2 separate regions of the Sus scrofa genome follow, and region 2 is linked to region 1. The links are chromatin contacts, called in public HiChIP or PLAC-seq maps. All regions are on one chromosome and are shown on one strand. The core of a region is the stretch at or near the end of the contact, and the rest is flanking DNA. Distances in the headings are between cores, read along the strand shown. Region 1 overlaps SOX6 (transcription factor SOX-6). Region 2 overlaps SOX6 (transcription factor SOX-6).

What was found. HiChIP or PLAC-seq counts read pairs in DNA pulled down with a chosen protein or histone mark.
Region 2: an H3K27ac HiChIP or PLAC-seq map of skeletal muscle shows a contact between it and region 1. The contact joins two enhancer-like sites. A contact is called at or near these places in 5 of 47 Hi-C or Micro-C datasets (epiblast stem cells, fetal heart ventricle, fibroblasts and 1 more) and 1 of 2 datasets of contacts at active chromatin or transcription factors (skeletal muscle).

Annotation. Positions count from the first base shown.
Region 1 is chr2:42,456,888-42,462,312 of Sscrofa11.1, reverse strand. All of the region lies in intron 2 of SOX6 (transcription factor SOX-6), which reads right to left. Among named protein-coding and RNA genes, the nearest start is that of SOX6, 12 kb to the right of the region's middle. Within about 2 kb of position 2,477, at least 1 of the 83 cell types and tissues checked has an H3K27ac peak or open chromatin away from gene starts, as enhancers often do.
Region 2 is chr2:43,063,684-43,069,108 of Sscrofa11.1, reverse strand. SOX6 (transcription factor SOX-6) reads right to left here. Exons shown (of 18, transcript XM_021085342.1): 18 at 285-5,425. Among named protein-coding and RNA genes, the nearest start is that of SOX6, 620 kb to the right of the region's middle. Within about 2 kb of position 2,493, at least 9 of the 83 cell types and tissues checked have an H3K27ac peak or open chromatin away from gene starts, as enhancers often do.

The sequences.
Region 1 (5,425 bases), core at 1,228-3,727:
ATCAATTGTGTAACTTGCCAAGGATTACACAAGTACCTAGTAAAGTGGAAATGGGATGCAGATCTAAGTACACCACCACTTCAACAGTAGTATAGAACAGGTATTAAATTTATGCCAAGCATATACCTTAGTTTTTTACATTTATCCATCTCGCTTAATCCTTACAATAGCCTTATGACGTAGATATTATTATTATTCCCATTTTAGAGATGAAGAAGTAAAAAGTTAGTGATTATACCATGGATATATTGGGGGTAGATGGAGTGGGTGAATTCTCCTACATAGAAGGTTCAATGACCTTGGATTATAGCTGGATATTATTTTTGAGAAAATAGCAACATTTCTGCCCTTTGATATTCTTTCCCAAGAAAGAACATAGGATCATTCTTCTCCACTTCTACCACTGACCTGCTTACTAGCACCATGACAAATGTACCTAAATTTCCCATCTACCAAATATTAAAAATCTTCAATAGAAAAGAAAATCCTGAAAAAGTAAAAACTTGTGACTTCAAAAATGCCTTTCAGGATACCTAGAACTTAATGCTCAATCACGTTACACAGTTATCTCTTTGTAAAGTATAAAAGGAAATACTTGCAACCATGCCTCAAAATGAGTTCCACTTGAAATCTACGCTTGTCATTAAAAAAAAATCTGTTGCATTTTCACTCTTCCACATATTGTGCTTGTGTAGTCGTGGAAACTAAAGCATCTTTAATTTTCTTTGTCTAATTTTAAAGAACTACTTTTCAAAGAAGCAAAGAGATTGTGCTCAGTGAAGTCAGAATCACAAACAGCACTAAAGTCCCCTGTTTGCATTTGAATGGATATATTAAAGACAGACAATTCAATTCATCTCTTTAACATGACTAGAAACAACAAATTATTGAAGATAGCAGGGATAATAGATCATTTAAAGATTTATCTTGTGAGATTTTCAGAGAAGAAAGAGATCAAGGGGGAACTTGAAATGAGAGAATATAGAATGTTTGCATAGACACAAATATGCACATCATATAAAGTCCTTTGAATTCACCTTATGTGTATCATGATTACTTATATATGTCATCATTGAAAAGCATAAATATCAATATACTCAAGTAAGTTTGATCCAAAATAGTTTAAAATACAAAAACTCTTAAAGGATTTATGTCACATTAGGCTTCTTCAATACATGGTGCTTTAATCCGAAGAAACCTAAAAGCTTTATAGACCAGGGAAGCTTAGTAAATAAACTATGTTAGTGAATTCTTCACCACATGTGTAGAGAGAGAGCCATACGGAAATAGAAAATCTAGAAAATTATAGAGCAGAAAATTCAAGTTAGTTACCAAAGATGCCAAATCTTCTAAAATATATACAACATTGGACTACCAATTGTTAGATTTTTTTTCACTATCTATCCCTAGACAATTACAGGTTATGATGCTAGCACAGTTCTTTATAAATACAATCAAACATCTCCCTATAAATGCAAAGACCTAACTCTTTAGATAAACATGAAGATTTCCATAGTTTCAAATAACTGTTTTTCACTTGAAGGAGTATGAAAGAGAATGCCAGTATGCTTTTTCTTGACATTAAAAGGTGAAGGAGAACAATTCAAAATTCTTGAAACATTTTGAAAAGTAATTTTTACTAATATTACATACTGTGCAAATTAGTAAGGATTACTAAATGCATTAGCATTATAAAACAGAAACAACTGGGCAGTTGATTTTTTAAATGTAGTTTATAATAGATTGTAGCATCTACAATTAACCTCAGAAAATAATCCACATCTTTACTAAAGATAAAGTTTTTTTGAGTGAATAGTAAAATATGAGTGATATATAAGGGGTCTTAGAGGACCAAGAAGAGATTCTGAATATAAACAAGCCATCATTCTGGTAAAAAGAAATACAAACAACTAGAATAAAAATAGTTGATGCACAAAAGCCATAATGAGGGGGTAGCTCAAAAAATAACTTCTACTTTGAATGGTTTGGATGAAATACAAATTATCCACAGAAAAGTGTGGACTGGCATAAATGTTTGTACAAAATTATAAGTGTATTTCAAGAAGTATGCAAGAGGCAACCGCCTGCATGTTGCACAAGGTCCCGGCAACGCTCTGCTTAAGTGCTAGTGCACAGAGTCCAAACCACTGCATTTTAATTACCATGCAGCCTCAGATATATTGCCTTTGATATGGAAATGTTCTTGTTCTCTCATCTTCACATATGGTCTCATGCACAGAAATCTTTATCTGATTCATAAAAAATAAACTAGAATCCAATCTCAACACCTGACCTCAGTGCTTAGAAGTTTTTTACTAAGCATGGTGTCACTATAAAAAGAATGACTAATATTAGTGTAAAGTTGGATATTTTGAGCAACCATATGAAGGACTTGCAGTTAAAAACTGAATTGATACTGCTTCTCTGATGTTTGAGGGTTTTGTGGTCCCTTTTTTTGAGACTAACACCGATTTGAGGAAAAACAGACCAACCAAGCACTCTTTTTTGGAGGTGAGAGAGTCTATGGTAGATTTAAATGATATTCCACTTACAACCTCTAGCCACACTCTCATTTGATATTTTTATCCAAATTATGACAATGGATATTTAAATTTTAAAATTGCTATCAAAAGCCATAACACCAAAATTTAAAATTATTTCCAGTTAGACTAAATGTCTGAATAAAACAGCTGAAAAGCTTTTACCCTCTTCCACAGAACAAGGAAAATAAAAATATTCTTCCTATAAGTGAATAATGAATATATAATGAGAGAATGATGAAAGTTTCTGATATAACTCTTACCAAAACAATTAGTTTTCAGATCACAGTTGAAGAACCACAAGCGAAAAGGATATGCTATACATTTAAAACATTCTTGCATTTAACAAAAATTGCTTTTCATAAACTACCAGAATGCCAGTTTGGTTTTGTTTTTGTTTTACTTGAGTATGTTGATATTCAGAGTATAATCAGGAGAAAATGTGAGTTAGGATAAAGACATAAAATGTTCAATATATTATTTTCCTTATTAGGAAAAAATTATAGGGGAGAATGATACTTTTTAAACAAGAAGCAATCCAAATACAAAGATAGTCCATTTTCTGCTCTAAAAAGCAGTGAGTACTTGTTAATTTTTAGCAAGCTTTTATAATAAAATCTGTTCTCATTAAACCTCATATACCCACATAACTTAATAATTCTGAAATAACCTAGATTAACTTTTTTTAAAAAATGGTAATATGACCCATCTAACCTCATGACAGCAGATAATACGTCCCATCTGCAAATCATCTTGCTGAATGTTATCTGTGTTTTATCATTTCTAGTACCTGTCTGTGCCTGATATGGTACTCTCAGACACATTAGCTTGATGGAATGTTTCACTTGACTTCAAAAACATCAATTGATATATATACACCCCTAAACTATATTTAAACAAATAGCTCTTAGAACAACCAAAATTTTAGTATCGTACTATACTTTATATAATCATGTTTGTAAATAATGAACTGTATATATGAATTCTCTCACTAACAAGAAAATTCTTTCAAACTTAGATATAACCTAATAATATTGAAAGGTATAGAAAATACTAAAAGTAACAGTTAAAATCAATGTATATTAAACTTTGTTAAAAGAAAATTCATTTACTCCATTACCTAGTATACTAACGGAAAGAGGGTTGTTTAAAATGTCACTAGTTTCTTCAGTATAAGATGGATATGTGTAAAAATTTCAATAATGACTAATAACCCACTAATCCCTAAAAGTCAAAAAGAAAACAGACATAAAATCTCAATAATGCCACCAAAATTTATCATTTAGGTATTTAAAGTAACATACTTTAAAACCTTATAAAAGAAAGATTTACTGGATAAGTTAACATTTTAAATATGTGCTTTGCCCTTACTAGGAAAAATCTAGTTGCTTTCTATTACTAATGAAAAAAATGTTAAGCTGACAATATGCCTATTGAATGTCAATTCTTCAGTAACTGAATCCATTATACAATCAACTTAAGGTATAGATATTGATAGTGCTTTATTAATTAATTTTATGTTTATCTTTATAGTATAACATTGAGTGTTGTAGTTATAAAATATACTATTATAGGCGTTTGTATCATGGTCCATAAGAATAAACTTAAAATTTTTTTGCATTTTAAAAAATACATATACACCAAGAGAAAGTTCCTTCTCATTACTTCCAAAATAAAACCTACAAACAACAATAAACAGGATAAACAATAAACAAAAAAACTATCTAGTTTTGCCACTATAAATAAAGGAGTTTGGTGAGAGAGCAGATGTAAAAGGATGTGGTAGTGGTACATGAGAAAAGCAAGAAAGGATATCAGTTGCTTAAGGAATCAATGACCTAGCACTTGTCTGGATCCTGGTTACTTACTGCCTTTGGTCATAAACTAGATCTAATAAGTGTAGTGCACACTTGCTTGCTTTCAGAATCTGAAAAAAAAATTTTTTGGTTGGCGTTGGTGGTTGTTCTTGTTTTAGAAAGGGACAATCTCTCTTGATTTATGAGGTTTTCAAAAATGTAGGAAGAAAAAAAAATTTATATGTCATTTGGCCTACAGCCCATGCACTCACATATGTGTATTGAGGAAGATACACTCAAATATATAGAGGTAACACATTTATGATCTAGTATAGAAAAAAGTCAGTCATAACTTTTCCCATACTATAATAAAATGAAATGTTTCACTGATTCGATAAAAAGCAAATGCAGCTAAATAAACTATGTCCCCACCTCCCATTGGAAACGTACACTCGATGCTGCAGAAAAACTAACCCTATCTAACCCTATCCCACTAAGTTTGTGGAAGGTTTAGGATTTGTTTGTTTTAAAATAAAGAGAATCTTCCAATAGATATCGGGAATATCCAAGTGGCCTAGAAACAAGGGGATGTGGGAGACTGATGAAAGTGCCTAATGCAGAGTGTTGAATTCCACTGTGACTGCACAGTTACAGGGGAAGGTCATGTTCATGACTGCAGAAATCTGGTCTCTGCAAGAGACTGCAAGCTAAAGCTGACCTGAGGCTGGGGTCTGGGAAGCTAGGTAGGAAGTTCAAGCACCAATGTGGTGTACAGAGAGGACAAGGCACTGCTTCCAAGAACCCCAGGCTGAACAAGAGTGAGACAGGAAGACATAGCAGATATTCCCAGGTTCACCCCACAGTGAACACGAGCAGCCCCAAGTGGCTAGGCCTGGAGGGGAAAACAGAGGCTGCAATCAGGGCAGAGACAGCAATTTGCTGAGACTTCTGGGGCGGGTGTGGGAGGGAGCAAAGAGACAGGTGAACAGTCCAACTAGAAGGTGAAGAAGCCCCTACCCAAGCCAGGATACAGTGCCAAATCTAGGCTAGTCCTACTGGGTTAGTGCAGACTTAGGGCTAGTAGCAGCC
Region 2 (5,425 bases), core at 1,244-3,743, 610 kb before region 1:
GTGTATGCTTCACAGTGAAAAAAGGAGGCAAGTCTTCCAGGCTAAGGGGTTTGAAGTCTTCCTGAGACTTACCGCCCAGCAAGGCAGAAGCAACGGCGGGAGCAGGAAGGCTCTGCAGGCTCAGTAGCAAGCAGTGTGTGTGTGTGTGTGTGTGTGTGTGTGTGTGTGTGTGTGGCGGGGGCATGGAGGGAGGGAGAGGTGGGGCACAAACCTACAGCTGACTAGCTGACCGGGCTCCAGGGGAGGGATGGTTGGCAGGGCACAGACAAGGCCGTACACAGAGGTCATAAAACAAAATTTATCTTTAATTTGTAAGTGTCAACAGCAGTACAAAAGATGGAGTGATGACGACTAGATTAAGGGTAGAGAGGACAGTCTTGAGGTAAATGAGCATAAATAGGCAGTTCTTATAGACACTCCCCTGAGGGGCCTAGGCCCCATCATGGCATATATGTTGTCACCCAAAGATGGCATGTTTAACATATCAGGAAAGCACCTTGTGCAAAAAGGAAAAAAAAAAAAAAAAAAAAAAAGTAGCTAAGGTGCCAACATACACCAGGATAAAGACAGTGTGTCTTTCAATTTTGTCTTTTCCCTTAATTATGAGGCAAGGAGGGGAAGACTTTGAAAAGTACCACTGAAAGATGATTCAAGGTTGAGTTTTATCTCACGTCAATACTGCACAACAAAATCCAAGAAGTTTGTGTATGCAACAAAGCTAAGAACAATGATTCATTCCTTTAAATTTGAAGAGTTTTTTTTTTTTTTTTTTTTTTTTTTTTTGTATTTCTTTAATCCTTAGCAAACTTTTTTTTTCCATTGTCAAGAGGAGAGTGTGAGAAAGATGTGATGGCAACCCTTAAGGTCATTTAAAAACTTTACACTGGACTGTACAAGATTTTTTTTTTGATAAACTATTTACATTTTCAGACTTTCAAACATATTCAAAGCAGCAATAGACACTAGTTTGTATGTTTTTTTTTTTTTCTAATTGCCCAAATAGTTACCAGCCATGGGCCAAGTAGGTACCTGCGTTATACATAGAATTTCTACAAAGAAAATCTGCAGTTAAAATTTGCTCAAGGGTGTTGTAAATGCCCTCAGCGTCCCAAGGGCCACACCCGTGGTGTTGCTAGAGGAACCAGCACAGTACCTTGACAACAGAGTTGCAGTTGTCCCAACAGCCCTACACAAACTTTACACTTCGAAACAGCAGCCAGCATGTCAGTCCAGCATGTCAGTGAATTGTGCTGATTAAATTAACATAGAATACAATCTCACAATATACATCACAAACAAATTACAATGTCGGGAAATAAAAGAGTTACAGTAAGATAAGTTATGTAGTAACAGCTTGTAAGCTTGTCTAAGGTAATAAAAAATTTTACATGGCAAATACAATAATGAATGAACATAAATGCTAGGCATTCTAATGCACTACAAGCCGGAGAAGGGTACAATAAAGACTGCACTTTCCGAAAAGCAAAAACACATAGGACAAAGGAAGACAAACGGAGAATGCACATGAGCAGATCTGCAATGTGCAGCAGACAAAACAGTTAAATATTTGCACATTCCCCATACTCCAAGAGCACCAGCACTGAGGCCTCACTTTAGGTTTGTGGTTCTTCAGGAATAAGAAACTACTGAGCAAGATATGTCACTGAGTTGCCTTCAAGCTTTCATATGGCCACGGATGCTGATTAGAAGAGCATCTGCGCTAAGCATTACCTTTCTGCCCCCTCCCCCACCCACCTCTAGCCCTGCCCCAAAGGTACCAGCATTCCGAGCTTCTGGAAAGAAATCTGTCCCCAAAGAAAAAGACGGGGAGGGGAGGAAAAGGAAATGTGTTTGCCTATCAATATTTCAGTCATACTAGCAGAGTGTGACACTCAATAGCATATGGCATCAGAAACAGAACATAAATCGGCAGGAATAACAGAGAGAAGTTGTTTATTAAGGAAGAAAACATGTCAGGGGGCAGATGACTTAAGGAAATGATGCAAGTGCTTTTGTGAAAGGACAAATGAGGTCATACAATATTATTATACTTTGAGAAGTGAGCTTAAGTGCCAACTCAGTCCTTAGACAAACGTACAAAATCAGGCAAGGCTACAGCAACCATTTTTGTCATTTTCTTATTAAAAAGGAAGACCCAGTAATAATTTCAATACATTCCTCTAGCTGCATTCTTTGCAATCGTTGGCACTTGGTACAGGACTTCTCATATGGTTTAAAACTACTAAGTGATGCTTTTTCTTTTCCCTAATGAGTAAGCAGAGGTCACTGCTTTGCAAAATGAGTAAATTGAGAGAAGCAGCCTCAGCTGTGGTGTTCAAGTGACCAGGCTGCCTTCCTACGGGGGTCGATGGGCTTCCTTGAAACAATCCCTGCTTTCAGCTAGTGCTTGTGCTCCCTGCTCGGGAGGGTGTGCTCTGGAGAAGCAGCCTGGCTTCATCAGGAAAAGAAAGAAGCCTTTAATTTCAGCCCTAGAGTGATCACACCCTTTTCAAACACCCCAGGCTCCAGTGGGGCTCATGTTCAGGGGAGGCCAGAATTTGACAAGCTCAATAGCACTGTGAGCCCACACCTGAATTTAGAACTTGGCCTGAGAGTTGGTGTCAGGACCCTGGCAAATCAAATCAGGCCTGAGGACAAGGCTGGGGAGTATCAAATACCAAACGAAGCAAACTGATGTGCTCCTAAAAGGGTGAGCTGAATACACGTGAAAACAACCAAACTTTCGTACCTTCCTGGAAAAGATACTGCATCGCATCTGCCAAAGAACTAGAGAAACTGCCTGCTGGCTGCTCCTGTACACAGACTGACTTTTTCCCTCTCCCTTTCTATCTCCTTTCTTTCTTTCCTTTCTTTTCTTTCTTTCTCTCTTTCTTTTTCTTTCTGTCTTTCTTTTTCTTCCTTTCCTTCTTCCTTTCCTTCCTTCCTATTCCATATGGTCTATTGTTTTAGGGCAGGTTTATCTGCCAGTGCCCCTCTTCTAAGTGAAAACTCTTCACTTAGAATCCTGCAAATTCTTTAGCAAAATGGAGCTCATTTTTACCTGTATTTGAAGATAGTGTGAAATTGGGAGCACCGAAAAAGAAGTCACTTAACATTCTTTAACCCAACTGGCACGATGGGACTTTTGTCAATGGCCAATCTCAGAGGCAGATTTTCACCTTTATAATAGCATTCATGCTTCTTGCTATTAAATGGTCATAGCACTACCTTACAAGACTGATGTGGATTCACAAAGCAAACTGACGCTCTCCTGGCTGTACTGGAAATTCACCATGTTCAATTCATCAACTTTCCATAAGAAAAAAAAAAAAAGTGAAAGTCTGAGTCTGTGGACAGTGGGTTCTACACTCTATGAGAACCCGAGTGAAGGGTTTTACTGCTTCAGCTGCAGGTGGGACTCTGCTCTCTCACTGTGGCTGATAATTCACTACCCATGAGGTACAGTGACTTGTCAACTTCTAGTCTGGACCAACATATATGGATAGAGAACAAAAAGGGAATACATAACTTATATTTCACTAAGTATTCATGAACCAAAAATAAATTCTATTTCTATGTTACATTTACACAATTAGAAAAAAATCTAAAATGAGATGGTAAAGTCATAAAAACTTTGTTTAAGCCCCACTGAAAATAAAATGAAGTGATCCCTATGATTGTCATTCTTAATTTCCATGGATATTTAGAGCCAAACTTGGCTAATAAATAGAATAAACTGCTTATGTGCAGAATTTAGATTCAAATACAGCATTACTGTTTGACCCAATGAAAGAGACGTTTACAATCAGATCATTCCTGAACAGCCTTTCGTTTTTAAGAACATGGCTAGAAGTAACTGAACCCCAGTACTGGGGCAGAGCTGGAGCTAAAACAAAGTGTTCATACACACATGTATTTTGCATAAATAAATGAAATAACAAGACATAAAAATGACTCAAATCCGGCAACTGTGAGGCAAGCCCACACGAGTCGAAACAGATGACTTTTGTTCATGTAGTTTTCATACAACAGCTTCACATTAGTCAGAAGTGATAAAAAATACCATTTATATCCAGTGCTTATAACACTTACGAAACAACATATGTGAGTGTGTGTGTTTTTTGTTGGGGTTTTTTTGTTTTCTTTTTTTGTTTGTTTGTTTGTTTCTTTTTTTTTTTTTTATTACAAGCAAAATCAAGTTTCAGTCCTAAAGAACAGTCCTTTGTTCTCCACCAGCCCAGAATATTATTTTGGCATGGTCATAAAAACAAACAAAATTAACCTACTATTCTAAATGTTTGCCTTTGTGCAAAATTAATTACATACAATACAACACTAGCCATACAGCACTCTACCTATGCAACAAAATAAAAGAGGAGTGGGAAAGGGCAAAGGCAAGAGTCAAAGAGAAAGAGGGAAAAAAAAAAAAAAAACAAAAACAAACACGAGCATGAACTGAGGAGGAGAGGTATATAATCAAAAGAAATCAGTAAGACAATAATAAATACTCATTTTTTTTTAAGAAAAATGACCTCCTCCTCATTTGAATAAATGTACAAAAACAAAGCTCCAATCCCCAACCAATATTAAGAACCAAACATTCCTATCAGTACCTTAATCAGCTTATAGAGAGCACTCCCAGCTAATGACAGAGACAACAATGTCTTGGCTAGACCTATTTATTGCTATTAGGTATGGCCTTGAGCACGCAAATAAATATGAAGGTACACTATTTTCTTCCAAGTGACAAAATGGCTCAAGAAATCTGATGGGGCCGTTCCTATGTCCTGGTGATCAGATTCTGTTTGTCCCATGAGGTGAACTGTCCCTTTCGCTGACATTCTCTCATTGAATTACTCTGGGTGAGCCCCCCCCCGACCCCTGTTGCCTCCCTTCTCCCCATAGGCAATCAGTCCTGGTTTTGGGAAAAGTCAAAATGGCAGGGCCGAGCCCCCTGTGGTTAGGAGATGGGGAACGAAGCCTCACTGCCTCCCTGCCCAACAGCTCATCTCCAGAGAAATGCTTGTGTGACAAGGGAAGTTAATCTTGTTCACACGTAGGCACGACACCCATGCAGCCACAGATGGAGGGCGTGAGCCAGAGGAACTTGTCTGCTGCTCCAGGAGTGATCTGTTCCCCAGAGTTAACAGTAGGAACATCCCATATAGGGAATGTATTTCCCCTCCTTCTCCTTCCCTATGGTTTTCTATCATTCTCTGGATGTATCAAGACTACTTGCCTCTATCTTTACTTGGAGGCTATCATGTGGCTTTTTGCACCCTGGGGATTTTGCAAAGACATCCCTAGATGTGCCGGATGAGACACGGCAGTTCAGGGTAAAGGTGCCAGCCCATGACAGCATCTCTGTGGACTCCTACATGGCCCACAGCTCCGGGCTTTAGGACTAGCTGTGGGACTCTCCTGC